Linked DNA regions of Oryzias latipes: region 1 is linked to region 2. A link is a contact called in public Hi-C data. All regions are on one chromosome and are shown on one strand. The core of a region is the stretch at or near the end of the contact, and the rest is flanking DNA. Distances in the headings are between cores, read along the strand shown. Region 1 has its middle 52 kb from the start of LOC101173859. Region 2 has its middle 59 kb from the start of cdkn1c.

Region 1 (6,048 bases), core at 3,210-5,709, 53 kb before region 2:
AAGACAGAAAATAAGGCGATTTTTACTTAGGGTGCAGTTTTTGCATTGTGCATAGGAGAAACAGGCAACATTGAGTCATTTGCAAGCTTAAAAGACTCTGTCAAAGAATGAGAGAAAGCTGAAAAGAGCTATGACTCTTTGAGATAACCTAAAAAGATAAGGCGAGTGTTTGGCAAATGCTGATTTTCCAAGGACGACACAATTACAATTAAACCTGACAGCACAAAAAGACAAATCTTTCATGTTCAATAAGTAATTACTGGCAGAACTTTTCTGCAACTCAAATACACTGATGCACTGCCACTACCCATGACTTTCGCTTCCTTTGGAAATCTGTGGGACTGCCCCCTGAATGCTTTTAATATGTCATGACCTCTGTGACACAGTAGCTGCCATAGTCCTGTCGGGCAAAAGTCTTGAAAAGACAATTATCATCCTAGATTTCACTCTTTTAAGCTTAAAAACAATGTCAAACTGTGTGAAACTCTTAAACAGCAACAGATTCAAATCTCACATAAATCATGTTATGGTGTTGCTCTAATGACTCTCATTTCGTCTTTCCTTCTGGGACCAAATCCAGTCTAAATCTGGCTCAGTTTGTATGACATAAGTGTGCAATCAGAGATTTGGCTTTCAACACAAAATGGTTGGTGTCCAGTGTAATGTTTGCAGCACATGTCAAGGCTCGGTTCAGGATTTAACGCAGTTTCATCTCTGTTGAGCACAGCGTTTACTGGAAATAAAACGACTCTTAATCATAAAAGTTGTGAGTTTCTGTAGATTAGGAAAAAAATGTCCAACTCCCGAAGACTATTGTGCAATCCCTCCGTTATCTGTGCACTTAGGACATACAAAAACAAAATAAAACAAAAACACTAGAAACAGCCGGACTTGTCAAGATGTGTTTTAATAAAAAGTACACTTGTGGCTTTATCACCCTCTAATGGTTTTGGCCTTCCTTCCTACTGGCAAAGTTGTGTATTGCGAGAGTTATGCCACATTTAAAGTGTATTTATTTATTTGATACAGGGACAGCGCATATTAATAAACATGTCTGTCAATATGCCAGAGTTAGCCAAAGGGCTATTTTTTTCATCTGCAGTCCCTAGGTAGATGTTAAAATCACCCTAAAAGATCAAAATAAAATTACATATTTACAAAAAATTACGTGCGTATATTAAACCATGCATCCAGTAAAACTAGCAGTTAACCTAAAAGCAAATTGGCAATAAAATAATCCAAAATCTGACAAATGTATGAGCATATACACACATACAAGACAAGATGGTAGCGGGGATCAGTGAGTGGAGGTTTACTCAGTGTTGATTGCTCTGATTGTCAATGAGCCATTTCTTTAACTGTCTTGAATGAATTACATTTTGATTTCTAATAGTTATGGGGGTGAAGTTCCACTCAGTAGCAGCTCTAACAGAAAAAGCAGTCTGACCAAAAACACTTTTTCTAAAGGGAATGATACAGTCTCATCTGACTGCACTCTGAGTTCTGTTGTGATCTGCTGTCTGGATGTTAAACTGGTGAAGAGGAGGGGATGATAAGCCATGAATGATTTTGTACATGAGACAGAGATTTGAACATTTGACCACGTTTTTTCCAACTCAGTAATCCATGTTTTCTTATCCAAAGTTTGTTTGTATGATGTTTGCAGATGTTTTAAAGATGTATTGCAACCCTGTGACCAGACAGGTAAACAGTAAGTGATATGTGAGAAAATCATGGTGTGCATGTACATTTTTACTGACTGTGTGGACATCTGATGGTGAATGTGTCTAACATTACTGAGGTTTAATTTGATTCTATTGCAGCCCCATTTAGATATGTGATTTGAAAGACAGCTTTGAATCCATCATAAAACCCAGATAGTTGTGTTCTGACACAATCTGCAGCCTTTCTCCTGAAACAAAAACATCTGGTTCAGCAGTGAAATTATTATTGGACTTGGTGAAAAACATTGTAACTGTTTTGGATGTGTTTAACTGCATGCAAGAGTACTTCAACCAAGCCGTGATTTTAACCATAGCATTGGTGAGCTTCTCAGCCACCTGAGAGGAACTACTGCCGTGAACATAGACCACAGTGTCATCAGTTTAACCCTTGTGTTATCCTAGGCACTTTAGCATTGGGAGTTGGGTCATCTAGACCCACTAGACAGTGAGCTGCACCTTTTTTCCTCAATGATTTGTGATCTTCACTGGTGTCCATGGATTACATGAAATCTTTCCACCTTTATCCACCTTTGTCATGGTAGGGAGAACAAGTCAATGTAAGGGTGGGGTCATCTAAGATAGCACAAGGACAAGATGGAAGGTCATTAAAGTAAAGTAAAAAACACAAAGGTACCAAAACTGAGCCTTGAGGAAGACCATTTGGCAGACTGAGAGCTGCAGACTTAAATGACTAGACTTTGACATGTTGGGAGCGGTCAGTGAAATAAGACTCAATCCATTGCAGTGCATCAGAAGAAAAGTTAAAATTGCATAATTTTGACGGTAAGATTTTGCGATTAACAGTGTCAAAAGCCTTCTTGAGATCCAGAAAAATGGCACCAACAGCCCCCCTCCAGCAAAATCCTGTTATTTTCAGTGAAAAAGCAGGTAGCAGTCTCAGTGAAATAATTAGCTCTAAAGCCAAACTGAACTCTCCTGAATTTGTACACGTAGGAAACATGCCACACATCTTTCCAAGCTTCTTGCATCTCATTTTGTGCACGATGTGCACCTGCATTGGCACTGAGCAGGACGCGTGATCTGCGGCTGCCACAAAGCCTGGCCAAGTTTCCCTGAGAGCCCGCTGACATCACAGCCTCCTGCCACATCCGCATGGGCCTGATGCCACTCTCCCTTGGCCCGTTCGCAGAACCGCCCGCTCTATGAGGGCTTTCATGTCCATCAGGCCATGTCATGGGTTTAGCAGTGAGTTCATTTCCCAGGCCAGAGTCCAGAGGATGTTTGATTTGGCCTTGGGCTGCAATTATCTGACTAAAGTGGAGGTATTGGCGATCTGTTTACATCCTGCTCCTTTCAAAAACTGTGGGGAGCCGTAGTAGCTATGAAAATGTGAGTGTGGATTTTGCATACTATTATACTTATATTGTGAAAATTTCTTAGTTTATAGTAAGTCATAGGGGATTGCATTGGATTTCTCTGAGCACTTAGCAAAGTAAATGCTGGGTGTGTCTATAATTAAAGGCCTACGAGTGTTTCAGCAAGCATGTGAAGAAACAGGCTTAATGTCATGGCACTAAAGTCAACACACGCACACCTTCAAAATCCATGAGACATGGTCAAATCCACTTTGACCATGTCAAAGGTGAAGCTATGTAGTAAACTACATTTTTAAGAGCATGACCACGCCTCAGCCACCTGACAGCCATCTGTCATCACTCGGCAACAACCTGTAATCACCTCATGACAGGTGATCTACAAACACCTGACAAATATATTTAAACCCTATTTAAACACAGATAAATCATCTGGCGCTGTTTCTCTTCATACCCTCAACCCCACCCACCTCCCATCATCTGCTCTGATGATCCCTCCTTATCCATCCTGTCATTCCTTCCTCCTACTCACATGCTCTCCTTATGGACATACTTCCTCTGCATTTCATTCTGATCCCACCCGTGGGGACTGATAAAGGAAGTTTGAATGGAACTGAATCAATGGATCTATTCTTTTCTATTGTCCACACAGACGCCAATCATTTATCTCTCATTCCATTCATCCATATTTTAGCTAAACCTTTTGCGCAATCTTGTAACCATCCCTTTCTCCTACTCTTCTGCTATCCTTATCTTGTACCCAAACACACTCGTCACCCTAAAACCATTTTTTCTACGTTCTATTTATTTCCTCGTGATTTCCTCATGGTTTGCTCTAAAAACAATTTATTAGCTTTAAAATGACTTTTTGTCAAGAAAAAAAAAGCTAATGAGAAACTTCTTTTTGCTGTTAGAACTTTTTTGGAGCTCTTCCAATCTCAGACACTAAAAATGTAAGCGCTATTGGGTCGCTTTGGGTTAAGCATCACAATTTTTGTCATGATTTATTTTATGGAGGGTTTGCTGAGGCCCCATAACATGAGTGTGTCACAGCTTCATGCCCTGACATCATTTACAGTTACATACATTTACACACTAAAACACACTCAATGTCCCATTTGGTTTTTTTCCACCTCCCCATTCAAAGAGCTATTTTGTTAAGATGCTGTAAGAAGGATCAGTCATTGACAGTCGGTGACCTCAGCCTAAGAACAAGTACCTTGACCTCATCTGTCAACTTTACAATACAACACACACACACACACACAAACTGTTGAGTCACTGGACCACAGCAATGCCATTAGGGGAATGGAAAGATGACATCACCTCCACAAGTGTTGTCAGGGGGGAGGGCAAAGGGAGGAATGGGATGAAACCACAATGGGCGCGGCCATTGTTTGGCAGGAGGGGAGTTAAGGTACATGTGTGGGATTTGTGCATGTGACAGTGTGGGTATGTGTGCGTCTGTGCGTGCCTTAGCTGCTCAGTTGTGTGTGGGCATCTGAGCGTGACTCAGGTCACCGGGCTGAGAGGAACAGCCCTTCTGACTCACACTCTGACTGAGAGAGGAGGCCTTCCTGGTCATTCTTGGGTTTCCCGCCAAGTTCTACCCAATTGTTTACGTGTCCTCCTCCCCCATCACGGTACAGCACTCCCCCACTCAATACCCCTCCCTCCTTTTCTTTCCCTGAGCATTCTATCTTTTCTGGCCTTTGACCTCTTGGCCCTGTTGACTCAAGGGGCCGGGAGAAACCACTGAGACCTCCTCGTGCCTCTGCTCTGAAATACTGCTTATGCATACAAATGTGCACGTGTGTTTGTGACAAACAGAGGCAAAGAAATAATCCCAACCAATTTTTCATTTTCAGGACTTGTTTTTTTATTTTTTTATTTCCATACTGCTTTTGTTTTCAGTTTAAAAAACATGAAGGATTTTAAAATCCTTTTTAGAAGCAGCTGGAACAAGACAAAGATACTGCCTAATGAGGTTAGGCCACTAGGATTTAGGTAAATTGAAGAACTATGCATAACATAACATTTATAGTTTAGAAGATACTTTCATCTGACTTTTATTCAAAAACAAACATTTCAGATGTAAAGAGATTACTGAGAAAATAGTCATCTGCAGCAGAAACAGAACAAGCAGGAAGTTGGCAGAACGGGAAACTGCACACACATGCTCACCTTGCAAAGTCCCATTCCCATCATCTTTTGATCTTTTGTAAAAGTGATCCCATGGTCTTTAAATAATGATTATGAGGTTTTTAGCCCAAATCATAAAACATGTTTTTTTCTAGGACATAAGTTCTGCAAAGTGGGAGTAATTCATTAGAAATTTGCCTCTGAGTTGTGGGTGGAAGCGTTGGCGCAGAGCAACCCAGCTGACCTTTATCTTTCCGGTACTGAGAGCTCAGAGCAGGGAGTTTGTGGCCCACCCGGTGTGTTCTTTATGTCACACATACGCTCTTCTCCAAACAGCATTTTTACATCTGGTCCTGATTCACAACGATTTCAAGAAAGAAATAGTCAGAAATGCAATTTTTAGCCAAGTGTTCTTTAAATTTGTCTACCATCATGAGAAAAATGCCTCAGAATTATGTTAAAAACACCAAGAACTCAATTTTCATTAACATGGGTCTTTAAAAAGACTAAAAAGACTAAAACTAAAGAAATTATAATGACGACTTTTGTTTTTGCTCTCATGAGATAAACCCAAACATCTGAAACATTTTCTATAAACACAAAATAACAGTTTTTCTCAAATATCTGTCTAAATCTGCATTAGTGAGCACTTCTCCTTTGCTAACATAATCCAGCCCACCTCACAGGTGTGCCATATCAAGATGCTGAGTAGACAGCATGATCATTGCACAGGTGTGCCTTAGACTGGCCATAATAAAAGGCCACTCTGAAACGAGGCCATTTAAAACCAATCACTATCACAGATTTAGACACATTTGTGAACAGTATATTTCAGAGAAATGGTTATT
Region 2 (6,027 bases), core at 2,665-5,164:
GGTGCAATTATGTAATTGTTGAGCTTTACACAACCTGCTGTGCCTATAAAAAGCTCCTGCAAGAAACATGCTAAAAGAGGTTAATTGTATTTATTTTTGGAGACCATGAAGTCTCCCTTTCCAAGCTCTCCATGGAGGCAGAACAGTTTTGCTCAAAAGTAGATTTTTAAACTTAAGCACAAGTCCCGACATCTTTTTTCGAAGATAACTGAGTTTTCCTTAGGTCACAATTTGTATTCATGTTCACTTTTTACTGGCTTTCAGAAGTCAGTGCCTGTCCACACCTCTTGCTATTTCGATACGCATTAGCCGGAATTCTCAGCCTTGGTCATTTGCTTTTGCCTCTGAAATACATTGGCAGAAAAGGCAGTTTATCTGGATTTCCACTGACTCAATGCACTGCATGCAGCATGTGATCAGACAAGGAAATGAAACTGTTTATTTGTGTTTAGCTTTTTTTGTTAGCAGCTTGTTGCAAATGCAGACATAATTTAAGATGAAAAAAGTTTGTAACAAAATTAAGAAAGATAGACTGGTAGATGTTTACATTTTTCTTCAATGGCATTTATTGTAGTAGGTTTAGGGGCTGTCATCTGGACTAAAGTCCATTGTCATGGTAGGGATAACACGTCAATGAAAGGGTGGGGTCATCTAAGATAGCACAAGGGTTAAATAAAACACTGTACTGTTGAGCGTTTTGTGTTTTAAAGGTCTTTTTGTCAGTTCATTTCAATTTTATTCCTATAGCCCAATTTTACATCAATAGTCATCTTAATGGGCTTCATCCTGGTAATTTGTATAATAAACGTGAAATCATAAAGAACATGAAGTCATAAAATTCAACAGGTAATGACTAAGCTAAACTTAACAGACTAGGCTAAACTGGGCATCTCTGCCCTTAGACCCTCCTTCGCGGAAAGGAAAAACTCCCAAAAAACAAATGTGAAAAAAGGAGACATGAAGAAGAGATCCTCTTCCTAGGAGGGACAGGCGATGCACCAGAACTCTTGGAGAAGAATTAGCTTATTTAACTCTACAACTACGTGTTTAAATCGTCCAGATGAGCTTCATCCAGATGAGTTGGGGGACGGCAGGGGGCGTAAGACGAGCCAGAGGCAAGGTCCACGACCAAGTGTAGGAGCAGGAGCAGAGACGAGTCAGAGACGAGGTACACGGTCAGGTACAGGAGCACAGATGAGCCAACCGGAAACTGGAATCACTCCCACTGCCCAGGAGGGGAGTGGAAAGGAGGGACAAGGCATGAATTGCACTGCATGCACTGTGATTGGAAATATGTTTTATGATAGCATTGATAGGTGTAAAAACCCCTATAGCTGCTTAAATTTAGTAAGAAAACAAGTCCATATAAACGTAAACCAAGTAAGATAAGGCCTTAGAGAGAACTGCCTCTGGGTGGATACAGGTAGTCTGTGGGAAAAACATGGGTAAACCTGGGCACGCCACGCAGGTTGGCCACACCGAATTTTAAACTCGTAGACTATTCATTGAGCCTGTAGAGCAAAAACAGTTACGAACATCTTTCTATGGGGATGTTGCGGGTGACAGGCAGTAGCGAACACTGATACAACACATAGGGGAAGAATGAGGTGAGACGAGGGCACATTGTAGGGATTTTGCATTTTTTTGTGTGCTGTGCAGTGTGCACTGGCTGTTAGTGCTGTTAAAGTAATAAGTGCGTGTTCTGGTGCAGAACTGTTAGAAATGAGGAAATTAGATGATCCGATTTGTGTGGGCATCCTTACATATCACCTGCACACCCCATGTGTGCAGCATGTGCACGCATCTCACTATACTGACTAGAGTATAGTGTTGTACAACATCATCACCAATGCATCATGAGTGTAACTTACAATACCTTTACAAATACTTTACGATACACTTACTAGACACACAAGACACTGTACATTCCAGTTTCATGACGTTCCTTATGCATTGTGGCCCCACAAGCCTCAAGGGAACTGCAAGACACACCTGCGCTCCCTTCAAGATCCAGCCACACCTGCCTACAACCCAAAACCGGCAATACCCGTACGGTCAACCCCTTGTACCGGTGCATGTGACTTAGTCATAAATTGAGACTGACAAAAAAGCCAGATTAAACAAAGAAGCATAACACAATCATGAAGAAACATATTTAAAGTCAGGGATTTTCCAATAAGTTAGCAGTTTTTGCTTCTTTTTTTTTACCTCGTGAGCCGCAGACCAGCACGCCCTGGTGTAAAACATGGTCAAAGAAGGATGCATGCAGCTGTGGCTACTCTGTCAACAATGAGACTGAGAAAAGTCTGAGAGTTCCCATCATTTACAACAATCACCGTTAGGTAATTTAAAGGCGAACAGGATGAAAGGTTTAGTATTAGTCATCATGAATCCATAAAAAATAGATATATACCAGTCAAGCATGATGCTTCATTGGGACATGATGTGCCAGGAAATTCCCCGGCTGAGCTTTGGCGTGGAAGATGAATAAGTGATGACAAATACCCAGCTGAAACCGTGCATGTGTTTTTTTTGTTTTACCCACATGTTCAACATGATGAATAAGCAGTAAATTTAGCTTCATTATTATTGAGTTCATGGAGTTATTGGATTAGACTGATTTAATGTTTGATTTATTTGATGAAGGATTGTTTTTTTTCTTATCAGGAAGACTTTGAGACTTCTCCTGAGAGCGCACAGTCATTCTGCACAGCTGTGACAAATGTTTTCAGCTAACACAGACATTACATCATTTCATAAATGTAATGGAAAGGATCAACTTTAATTAGAACTTGAAGGACCATTAAATCACTTTTTTCCTGTTAAAATTACCTAAATGACTAAAATGAATGCATTATTATGTTAAAAAGAAATCTATAAATTGCTATTTAACTAAAAACAAATGCCTTTAAAGTGAGTAATTACAAAAGGGGTGAGAAAACATTTTTATTTTTTTAAAAAGGGACAAGAACAATTCATTGTTATGTTAAAACAGCAATAATCTTATGTGGGGGTTTTTTACAGAGAGAAAATCAACATTAGAATAGCGTAGTCACAGTAACATTTATTTTAGCTGTATCACTCTGTTTTTTACATGGTGCAAACAAGGTTGGGGATTCCAGGTATTGTAAATACACTAATGTGACTAACACTTCTAACGTGGCTAACGTGTAGCGTGTTACAAATAAGTTCTATATTTACTGTGAGTGAAGTCTCACTGAAAGACAGACTTTTCTCTGACTCTTTTGTCTTCCTTAATAGTTCGATGCTCTTTATATGCGACACAATTACGAAAAACGACCATTTATTGACGGTGCGCCTTATAATCTGGTGCACCCTACAGTGCGGAAAATATGTAAAAAATACAAATAAATCATTAAAAAGTGAGTCACTTGAGAAAAGTCATGCGTATTTCGGTCTTTAAATGTTTTTTTGTTTTTTATGTTCACAGTTTTCTTTTCTTTTCACATTTCAAGTGTTCTTATTTAGGAATTTGTGCTTTTAAGTACGATAGTTAATGCTCCATCCTAAAGCAATCTGTTTTTTTTAACTACACTGAAACCTTAAAACAGATTTAAAACATTCAATCCCCTATGTTTTTAATAAAATAAAGTTTTCTAAAGTTGCTTTATTGCTAAACAATAAAAAAATGACTTTTTTTTAAAGGTTTAGGAAGTGAATTTAAAGAATACTCGTTTGACTAAGTTTTTCTAAAAGTACCAGCCTCTAAGTCCCACAACTAGCCTTTAATCCTCCACTCACACACCTGCAGGAGGCAGACATACACGCACACACAAAACCCCCATTCTAACCCTTGATCGGTTGACCTCTCAGTTGGATTTATACTCAGTCCAAACGACATGTAAGATGATTGGATCAAGTTAGAAACCCCCCACCCCCGCACCTTTCCAGTGTTGATAGTGGGTGTCTGTGTCGGCCATTTGCCTTAAGGCCATGTGGGGCTGCAGACCAACAGAGGCATGTCTAGACGTCTGGATGCTGCATGATTCACTCATAAAGCTCCAGGAAAGAAAACACAGGGTTGATTGTCCTCTAACTTCACCTAGACGTTTACTTTAGAGGCATTGTTTCGACACAGATGCAATGTACAGCTGCAGAGCAACAGATGTAAGAAGTGCAGAGTCAAGTGTCAGATGTGGCAAAAAAGAAAAGAAAAAAAGAGTAAAAGGATAAAAGTGAACCGTCGTCTGATTTCTTGAACTGTCACTTTTAACCAGTGAACTATTTTGAGTGTTCTATTGACAATCATTACTGGAGAAGAATTCCCTAAAGCAGTGCGGGGGAAATTAGATCAAGTTTACTCCTCCCCATTAAAATTGGTTACAGTCAAGTTTCTCTGCATTTGAATAAAACAATTGTGGGAACAGACATTGATTTTTATACATCTGCCCAAGGTTTTGAATATTTATATCTAAGTAAGTTCAGAACAAAGTTCAAAGAAAATGGCAAAGTAGTGAGAATAAAAAGCTTTCAAGTTGCACCTTAGACTCCACTACCCTCAGATAGTTATACAGTATTTAATGACTTTAAAACAGTTAATAGTTAATTATTTAAGCTAAATCAGATGTGTATTGCTATCAGTGTGTGAATGGGTGACTAAGACCTGTCGCACGCAGCATGCCCGTACAAAGACAATGTGCATGCACAATTTCTCTGTGCAGGCTCATCGATTAGTCTACAATCTAAAGATTTTACGCAAGCCATACAGGTTTGCCCATTTTTCACCAGGAGACAGCCCATATCCACACGTACAAGCAGTTATGACTAGGGCATTAAGACTTTGCTGTCATGATACAATTTACACTGTTGGATCACAGCTGATTCAAATGTCTCCTGTTGTGTCTATTTGTGTTTTTAATGGCTTTTTCTGTGTCTTTTTTGTAGAAACATCTAAGGTTATTTAGGGACAGCCAAGGAAGGGTTGCAGGTTTTTTTGTCTGTTTTAATGTCATTCTTTAAGCCTTGTGCTATCTTAGATGACCCCACCCTTTTATTGACGTGTTCTCCCTACCATGACAAAGGTGGATAAAGGTGGAAAGGTTTCATGTAATCCATGGACACCAGTGAAGATCACAAATCATTGAAGAAAAAAGGTTCAGCGCACTGTCTAGTGGGTCTAGATGACCCAACTCCCAATGTTAAAGTGCCTAGGATAGCACAAGGGTGAATGGACGACATCTCTGTCTAAGGTTTTTAGGAGCTTATAAAAACATCACATCACAAAATTTACTCTGAAAATGATAATTAAAGATTTAAATTACATCAAAATGAGCTACATTTTTATAAATGTTCATAAAAGTTTACCCATGAGCACACACGGCATCATTTTTAGCATGACCTTTGTAATGTTGCTTAACTGGAAGGTTTTCGTATAGCTCAGAGGTGTTTGTGACACTTTAAGCCCCTTCCCTGTAATCTTGTGGTGTTATTTCAGTGTGAGTGTCGTTGTGTTGGAGGTTCCCAGGTGATTGTAACCAGAGGCTGATGGGCTTTGTCACCAGTGCAGACTAATTAAGATCTTCATCTTCCTGGGTGTGTCACCTTTCCCAGGGGAGGACTGTGACTTCCACTTCAGTAACCTTTAAATTTTCATTTTGTTGGATGATTTTTATGCTCAGATGGCATATTTAACCCTTTAATACCACAGCTACAGTGTTGACGTGCTTTCAACTACTGTAACTCTTAAATCATTTAAGCAATTAACGTAAATCCAGCGAATTCTGAAGTGGAGAAAAGCAGCTTTGCATCGTTACGTTCAGAATCAGCTGATTCACGTTGATGGTGAAAATGGTATTTTAAAGAGCGTGTGGTATTTAGATGTGGCCAGCGACAGCTAAAATGTTAAAAGGTTAAGGAACCAGATAAAATAAAATAAAATTCTACATTAAATTCAATTTCAATTCTATTCCATTTTATTTGTATAGCCCAAATTCACAACAACAGTCGTCTCGATGGGCTTCTTATCGGTTTTCTGAAAAAGTAAAACAGAAAATCAAAAGGATCATG

What was found. A called contact is a pair of places that touch in the nucleus more often than the background predicts.
Region 1: a Hi-C map of embryo shows a contact between it and region 2, with 1.9 times the contacts expected there. The contact joins two enhancer-like sites. A contact is called at or near these places in 2 of 5 Hi-C or Micro-C datasets (embryo and gastrula embryo).

The regions. Positions count from the first base shown.
Region 1 is chr6:10,814,637-10,820,684 of ASM223467v1, reverse strand. No RefSeq gene overlaps it. Among protein-coding and RNA genes, the nearest start is that of LOC101173859, 52 kb to the left of the region's middle. Within about 2 kb of position 4,459, at least 6 of the 8 cell types and tissues checked have an H3K27ac peak or open chromatin away from gene starts, as enhancers often do. A contact at or near this core is called in embryo and gastrula embryo, where this site is marked.
Region 2 is chr6:10,761,243-10,767,269 of ASM223467v1, reverse strand. No RefSeq gene overlaps it. Among protein-coding and RNA genes, the nearest start is that of cdkn1c, 59 kb to the right of the region's middle. Within about 2 kb of position 3,914, at least 2 of the 8 cell types and tissues checked have an H3K27ac peak or open chromatin away from gene starts, as enhancers often do. A contact at or near this core is called in embryo and gastrula embryo, where this site is marked.